Regions from separate parts of the Sorghum bicolor genome. Here region 1 is linked to region 2. Evidence: chromatin contacts called from public HiCAR-type data. All regions are on one chromosome and are shown on one strand. The core of a region is the stretch at or near the end of the contact, and the rest is flanking DNA. Distances in the headings are between cores, read along the strand shown.

Region 1 (4,484 bases), core at 1,412-3,911, 40 kb after region 2:
GTACATTGCCAGCTAGAAGCATGTATTTGTAGATGAAGGCATTAATATACACATTAGGTGGGATGAATATACAACTAAGAGAGATACTGCATGAAGACATACTATAGAGTGTGCTGCCATTCATCCTACAAAGGCAGGGGACACGCAAACTTTCATCGAGCCAAAGGCAGGCAGGCTTCCAGCAGTTTGAGTTGATAATTTAAAAATAGCAGCATACTATGAAGATATAGCCATAACCAAATTTGTAACAGGTACATAATGCACACACCTAGTTATCAAGAAGAGATGAATAATTAAAGAAAGAACAGGAATCAGAATATGTTGGTATTGACGTGATTGTGGCAAGCAACAAATCGGCTGGGGTAATAATTATCTGAGAACAAGAAAAGAACTACACGCAGAAATCTAGAGTTAAGAAAAATAGCTGCAAGTATTGACAAGAATCTACTAAAAAAATACTCAATTCAGTGTACAGGACCAGAACGAACATGTTTGGTAAGGCCAAGTAAGATTTTAGCACACAAAAAATCAACAATTGTTCACTGGATTTTCAAGCACACACAATGCACTAACCTGGAGAAGATCATTTGATCCTATCCTATGCACATCAAGGAAGAAGTCGTACTGTTGTGCTCCCACTGAGGCAAGGTCGTAGCAAGGGACCTTCACCTTTATATTATAGAAAATATTAGTCAGTTCATGCATGGAAGTCTTACTTTCAGAAAATTGAAGCAGCAACATTTAAGAAATCACAAAGTGTTGCTTCCGTGTAGACTACTGGCTTGAGAACAGTATCCCATATCTAATAGAAAAAAACTGTGATACATGGCAAAGATGAAAGCAGGTAAGCAGATTGCATTTGCACCTTTTCAATATATCCTCCTTGAGAACTTGTGCTAGGTACTCTAGCGATTTCTGCAAAGATCGGAAAATCAGAACACAAGAAAAGGCAGACAAAGTAAAAATATCAAACCGCAGAAATAGAGAAATGAATGTCTCCGTGCTCACCCAAATCTTAACTTGCAATAAAGCAGTAATACTTGAAACAGAAACTTACAAACCTATCGTAAAAATGTCTGAAACTGCAAGAGTAAACAGAGCACTCTGCTTCTCGAAAGCTGTACAACACATGAAGAGCAGGAAAACTTAAATGATCAGGTGAAATGTGCTTTCCACTCAGGAGATCAAGCAAGAGAGTGCAAAGACTGTAAACCACATTGTCAGGACTTACTTTGCCTGCAGAACAGATAATAGGTACAAAAAGTAGAGAGGCACAATCCCAAAGTGTTTCAACAATAATAGTTTGAAGCCTACATGCTGGAAGTCTGAAACAAAACATAGTGACACTTTGCAAAGGAATCATTGGACAATATATGTTAACTGAAAATAAGGTGCCAAAACTAATGGGACCTGACATTGATGTGAAAGAAGTAATAGGTAATACTGGCTATCAAAAATCTAATAGGTGATGTCGGGTATTATATTTTTCCAAGTACTTGATTTATATAGCATCATTGTATAAAAACAGAATGGAACAAAGAGACTGGGACTGTCTGAATATCTACTGCTATGTAAGCAGGTGCATAGGTCCTAACATAGATATGGATAAACAAAATATTTATTGATCTAACAAAAGATCAGGAGAGTAGAAAGAAGTAGAGAGCCTACCAACCATCATATGTCGAAATGAAAAAGATAAGTTTTTTTAACGAAGATAGGATTTTTAAAGGCCTCAGAAACATAGTAATCATCATTTGTTCATAAACTTGGAGCTTGTAGGCATGGCCCAATCGGGTTAGTCGAATATGCTGCAGAAGATATAGATTCCAAAAAGCAGGATCCGGGTATATATTGGTCGGGCCGCATATGCCATCGTGAAGCAAGTGGCAGCATATCCAAACTGAAGGAATCTCTCAGATTCGGTAAACAAAGGCATCTAATTTTAAGGAATCGTAGGCAAACTAATCTGCAGAGGTAATTACGGGGATCAGACCACACAAAAATTTAAGGATACATGGACCCGGCTTACGGGGATCAGAATATAGGTAGGTGAGCATGCCTAGTACCTCACAAGCGAACAAACATCAGTTCATATCCTTGATCAACGGTTCTAGAATTTTTATCACAGGCCATAGAAGGAAAAAATTTAGGAATCGAAGTCAACATAGAAAGAAATCAAAGAGACAAAATCAAAATCAAAATCGAAAACAAGATACTGCTCCTTCCTAGTGACATCACCGCCGATAGCTACCTGCAGCGGGTGCGGCCACCATGTGCGGCCAACGCAGGGCCCAGATGGTGCGCCATGGCATGGGGATAGAGGTAGAATCACAGGCAAGTGGCGAGCGCAAGGGGACTGACGCGCGGTGAGGGAGCACCTAGGGTTTCGTCGAGGCCATGCGGATCACCAGGAGGAGGCATCATGAAGGCTAACGCGCACCGGCGGCGATTGGTGGGGGCCGGCCGCGCGGCTCCACAGCAGCTATGGACAGCCACCATGGGGGCGCACACCGCAAAGGCGTCGTCGCCATCGCCTGCGTCGGGAGAAGAGAGGGAGGAGGTGCGAGAAGGGAGGGGGACGGAAGTGGAGTGGGCCAGGAGCGGAGGCAACGAAGAGAACCAGAAAAGCACAGTGGGCCTGCTAGCTTCCAAGAGCAGGATCTAGATATATATTGGATAGACTGCATATGCCATCAGGAAGCTGGCTGCAACCTATGAGAACTGAAAGAATCTACCAGATTCGATGAAGAAAGACAGATTCTGATTTCAGGACACTGCAGGCCAACTAATCTACACCGGTGATTACAGGGATCAGACGGCAGGAAAAATTTAAGGATACGTGGACTCGGCTTCTATTTGAGGAGCTGTTGCACTCTATAGTTTTAAATTTCCTATTGAACTACCGAGATTATCTAACAAGATCTAGGGGCATCCCTCCAAGGAGGAAGGGTGATGAGGGTGCTGGAATTTGTGCGTGAGCACCAACATTACGCTGCATGATGATACTGGTGCGCATGTCTTTTTATGCATTCTAATGTAATGCCTCTGTCACATCAATACAAGAGGGTGAAGACTGAAGAACGCTGGCGAGGACAGCCTCAGCCTTAGGCCTTGTTTAGTTTCCTTGTGAAAACTTTTCAGACTACTATAGCACTTTCGTTTGTATGTGACAATTATTATCTAATTATAGACTAACTAAGTTTAAAATTTTCGTCTCGCAAATTATTTTTTATCTATATTTAATACTCCATGCATATGTCGTATGATTCGATGTGACAGATAATTTTGAAAAGCTTTTGACTTTCGGGAGGAACTAAGGCCTTGTTTAGTTCCCAAAATTTTTCAGGATTTTTCGTCACATCAAATCTTGCAGTACATGCATGGAGCATTAAATATAGATAAAAAAGATAACTAATTGCACAGTTCACTTGTAATTTACGAGATAAATCTTTTAAGCCTAGTTAGACCATAATTAAACAATAATTGTCAAATAAAAACAAAAGTGCTACAGTAGTCAAACTCAAAAAATTTTACGAACTAAACAAGGCCTTGGGGAATTTCTGGCCTTGTTCAGTTCGCAAAATCGTTTATATTTGACAAATATTATCCAATCTTAGAGTAACTAGGCTTAAAAGATTCGTCCCGCGATTTACAGCTGTATAATTAGTTTTTGTTTTCATGTATATTTAATGTATCATGCATATACTGCAAGATTCGATGTGACGAGGAATCTTGAAAACTTTTTACAATTAAACAAGGCCTCTGTTTCGATTTGTGAATTACTCGATCCCCTTAGAGTTTGAGCACCTATGTGCCATTACAGTCTCTGTCGAAGCGGGCCCGCATGACAGTACATGAATAGAAAACGAAGAGTGTCAAATACGCTAACAGGAAAACACCTTTACTCTCCGCGCCACCTTCCTCATTGATAAGTGTCAGGTGTGACAGTCACTTGCAACATGAGGTTGGCTGGCCAGTTGCGGCTCTGCTGTCGCCATGAGTAACGGGCCAGGAACAAGCTGAATGGCTGACATGTTGCACTAGGAGCTTCAAATTTATGCGCAGAGGTCCATCTCAGATGTCCAGAATTCAACAATTTCTCAAAGGAAAAGGGGTGTACCGATTACCGAAGGAGCGCATCCCTTGTGCGGGGAAAAAAAAGCATCGGACAAAACGATGAAACAAAATTTAACGATTTATCCAAAACATACAGATTAGAAGCCACAAATGAGACGCCATTGCTAGTAATTTTCAGCAAGTAAAGACCATGTAGGAGTACTACAGATTTGAAGCTTATGAAATATCACACAATCTGACAAGGGACATGAACTTCAAAATTATTTTCAAAGTGCAAGAAAAACAGATGACTGACAAATGTAGGAGTATTATTTTCAGCAAGTAAAGACCATGTAGGAGTACTACGGCCAAAAGGCCTGCCACTGGCATCATCGGTAGCAACTCTTCAAGGATTAACCATAAAGACC
Region 2 (4,185 bases), core at 920-3,419:
GTTTTTATTTTCATTTATATTTAATATTCCATGCATGCGTCTAAAGATTCGATGTAACGGAGAATCTGAAAAATTTTGCAAAATTTTTTTAGAAACTAAACAAGGCAAAGAGCGAAGTATACTATACGACACAAGTATGACGTACTGCATGTACTCTGCAACAAACAAACAACCGCTACGTATGACAGTAGTTTTGATATCACAATTTCCTGCGATATTGCTGGCGCTGCTGGGTGACGCATCAATCTTGCGTGCTCCAACGCCCCAGCCCAGCCATCCGCGTCGTCGTCGATCACATGGTTTGGCGCAAAGGGCGTTTCGCACTCTTCGCGGCCGTGTTTGTTTACTACGACGACTCTCTCTACCAGCGCAGGCAAAGCCGATGCGTGCAGGGTTCATGCTTCGGCAGGCGAAGAGAAAAGTAGGGCGTGCCGGCCAACCACCGGTACCCATGCTCGCTCGCTCTTTCGTTGGGCGCCGGCCGGCGTGAAGGCGTGCAGCAGCGAAATGGAGGAATGCCAAAACGAGGATCTCTTCTCGGTTGTAACGGAAGGCAGGATTCTGATCATTCCCATCTGAGAATGCTTAGCTTAGGTCTTGTTTAATTCACCCTATAATTCAAAAACTTTTCAAGATTTCTCGTCACATCAAATTTTACTACACATACATAGAGCATTAATATTTATTTATAATTTACAAGCCGAATCTCTTTTAGTTTATGATTAGACAGTAATTATCAAATACAAACAAAAGTACTACAATATCAAAATTCAAAAATATTTCGGATCTAGACAAGAGCTTATTACTAGCTTCTCGCTCGCGTAGTACTGGCGGTGCTCCCACGTAGGTGTACTGTATTTACTATCTACTCCCTCCGTCTCAAAATAAGTGTCGTTTTCGCTTTCCGAGAAATAACTTTAACTAAATATATAGTAAAAAATATTAATATTTATAATACATAAGTAATATTATTGGAAAAAATCTTTAAGTCTAGTTTTTTAACAAATTTATTTATAGAGATATAAATATTGAACGTATTTTCTATAAATCAAGTCAAACTTGTGGCACAAAAACCTAAAACGACACTCTTTTTTGGGACGGAGGAAGTAGGCATCTGGCCCTTGTGAGCTCCTGTGTGCTGGAGTATGTACTGTACCGCACTAGAAAGACAGCAACGAGGCTTGCTTTCATTCGGCGCAAACGCTCGTCGCATTGAAAGGCCTGCACGTACCGTTTCGTATCGGCCCAGACCGGACGAAGGCCAACTCGCCATCCAATAACGTAAAAGCGGCGCCATGCATTCAACGCCGCCGCGCGGCCGTTTTCGGTTTCGAGTCGGGGGGCGACGCATCGGCGGTTCGGCTTGGCTGACCCACGCAGCACGCACCCACCCGTAGTAGAGCGCAGGTGGCGTCCTCGGCGCGGCGAAAGTACAGCGGCCCGTGGCAAATTGCAATACGTGTGAGTGGGCAGGATGATCATGTTCGAATCGGCAGCATACTGTTAGTGTCAATCCACACAGCAGCGGTACGTAGTAGTACGCTTCTTCGTAACGCTTGCGACGCAAAACGGGGAACGCACACTAGACCTGCTGCCAGGGAGAGGGAAGATCCTAGATGTTGCCTTCTAATCCAACGGTTCCCACGAGTAGTGTAATTCTACTCTAGACGTGTACTAGTACCCGTTTCGTACTCACTCACTCCTATTCATTATATATTCATTCCGTGTCACGTACTGTACGTATACGTGGTGCATACCTCGCTCGGCCTAGAAAGAGGCAAGCCTCGTTCCAGGGCTTCCTTTTTGTGGTCGCAGGTGCCCGCCGCCCCGCCCGTTTCGTCTGGGAAGTTTCAGTTTGTTAAAGCGCACCGCAGTAGAGAAAAGCGATGCGTTTCCCTCCTCCGTTCCGTTGCATGCTCTGCTCGCACCCGGCAGTTTACAACAAAAGCCCCGGAACCTGATGAAGGAAAGGCCGAAACGCAGCACCAGCCTCTGGGAGCCGAAACCGAGATTTGCCTCGGCTGCGACACAGGAATTTGTGCTCCCGTCGGTCGGTCCCACTGCTGTGATTGAAAAGCCTTGAAGGAGCACGGCGGGAGGAAACTGTCTATACGCTAGCTGTGGTGGCCGCCAGAACCGTATGAGAGCAAGTTTAATAATACAGTCCACTTGCTGGCTGTAAGTTTTCTTATAGTCTTCTTGCAGGTCATCCATAAAATAGTTAGCTATTCATTATTAATACATGACCTACTTATCTCTCTCACAAAATTTCTTGGTTTTTTGTGTCTAAGCTGACTGTAAGCTTACAACCTCACAGCCTGCTTCTTCTCTCTCTTCTCCCTTCTCTCCTCCACATCAGCATTTAGCCAGCTTACAGTCCACTATAATACTTGCTCTGAGAGCGAGAGATTATGATACCTACCTTGTTGTAAGCCCCAGCCTATTGCCTGGCAGGCTTCCCAGTTAAGAGATACCTTTCTCCTGCGATTACCGAACCACTCTAATGCCCGTCGCCATCACCAATTCAGCATAATGCCTCTGCCGTTGCTGTCCGCAAAGCCATATCCTCCCTCTCGGCCCGGTGGTGGTGAGTGGTAGGCGGCCGGCCGGCCGGCCCAAGAATTCCATCCAGGGTGGGGACTGGGACTGGGGAGCGCCGCCGCGTCCGTCCAAGAAACAAGAGGACCGCCCGGAGAGAAGGAAGGAAGGAAGATCGAGCGAGGCATGAAGGACCTGGTGTCGTGCTTCAGCGAGCACGCCGTGCGGATCTCCGACGTCGCCGCCTGCTCCGGCTCCGGCGCCGCCAATGCCGCGGCCGCGGGCGGCGCGCCGGAGGCAGGCGGCGGGGGGAGGGCGCCGGCTGTGAGCGCGGTGACCACCGCGTACCGGTCCCGGCTCTCGGCGTCCGGGAAGGAGCTACTCATCGACGTCACGTGGTCTCGGGCGCCCGACGGGCCGGCGCTCTCCGTCGCCGTCCACGAGGCCGCCACCGCCGCCGCCGCCGCCGCCTCGCGCCACCACCGGGCCAGCAACGCGGCGGCGGCGCTGCGCCACCTGCACAAGAAGAAGGGGAGCGGGACGTTCACGGCGGGGAGCTGCGTGGTGGGCGTGTTCTGGGACTACGCCGCGGCGCGGTACGCCGACACCGCTGGCGCTGGCGCGTGGGCGGGGCCCGAGCCGACCTCCGGGTTCTACGTGGCCGTGGTGGCCGACGCCGAGTTCGTGCTCCTGCTGGGCGACCTCAGCCGCGGGTACGTCGACCGCCTGCACGGCGGGATACCGATCGCGGGGTCCCGTTTGGCGCGGCGCCGGGAGCGGTTCGTCGGGTGCGGCTGCTGGTCCACGAGGGCGCGGTTCCTCGAGTCCGGCGACGAGCACGAGATCGGCGTCGTGGTGCGGGACGGCGACGCGGAGGCGTGGGTCACCGTGGACGGCCGGAAAGTCGTGCAGCTCCGGCGGCTGCGGTGGAACTTCCGCGGCAGCCACACCATCTTCCTCGACGGCGGCGCGCCCGTCGACATGACGTGGGACCTGCACGGCTGGCTCTTCCACGCGGCGGGCGCCGCCGAGTTGCCGCCCCACCCGTCCTCCTCCTCCTCCTCTTCCTCTTCCTCCTGCGCCGTGTTCACGTTCCAGGCGCGCGGCGCGTCGGAGACAACGAAGCTGTGGACGGACGACGATTGCTTCTTCGCCGCCGCCGACGACGACGGCGAGGAGACGGACAAGCTGCCGGTGACGCCGAGCGGCGGTCGGCGACAGAAGGCGGGAGGAGGCGGTGGGGCGTCGTCGGGGCAGGGGTTCTGCCTGCTGATCCAAGGATTCAGGGGCTTTTCCAAGAGCACTTAACCTGTACATGCGACTTTCGATCGCCATTTTCTCACTTCTTGGCTTCCTTGGGGTTTGTTATCTTGGGATTGATTAGGATAGTAGACATTCAGTTGGTTGACTGTTGTTGATCAATCTGATGCATCACAAGGGGTGGTGTGATTGTGAATAGGGTCAGAGAGAGAGAGGTTGACACACACAAAGAGATTCGTTTCAGTTTGCTGCATCGCGCTGTGCTAATTTCCTACAATGACATGACTGTAACTGCGTTCTCCTAGTTACTTATCAGAAATACACCAATGATTGGATCTTATGTTTACTCTTATTTTGTCTTCACCGTGCTCAACTTACTAGTTACTA

What was found. HiCAR-type assays count read pairs that join an accessible place to other places.
Region 1: a HiCAR-type map of leaf shows a contact between it and region 2, with 2.4 times the contacts expected there. The contact joins the promoter of LOC110436171 here to the promoter of LOC8072697 in region 2. A contact is called at or near these places in 2 of 4 Hi-C or Micro-C datasets (both in leaf) and 1 of 1 datasets of contacts at active chromatin or transcription factors (leaf).

What each region holds. Positions count from the first base shown.
Region 1 is chr6:42,698,899-42,703,382 of Sorghum_bicolor_NCBIv3, forward strand. It overlaps LOC110436171, which reads right to left and starts at 2,662. Exons shown (of 4, transcript XM_021462524.1): 1 at 2,379-2,662; 2 at 866-915; 3 at 574-669. The coding sequence starts at 2,499. It overlaps LOC8075257 (F-box/FBD/LRR-repeat protein At1g13570), which reads right to left. Exons shown (of 3, transcript XM_002447726.2): 3 at 4,249-4,484.
Region 2 is chr6:42,659,376-42,663,560 of Sorghum_bicolor_NCBIv3, forward strand. LOC8072697 reads left to right here and starts at 2,170. Exons shown (of 1, transcript XM_021462667.1): 1 at 2,170-4,150. The coding sequence starts at 2,725. The coding sequence ends at 3,846.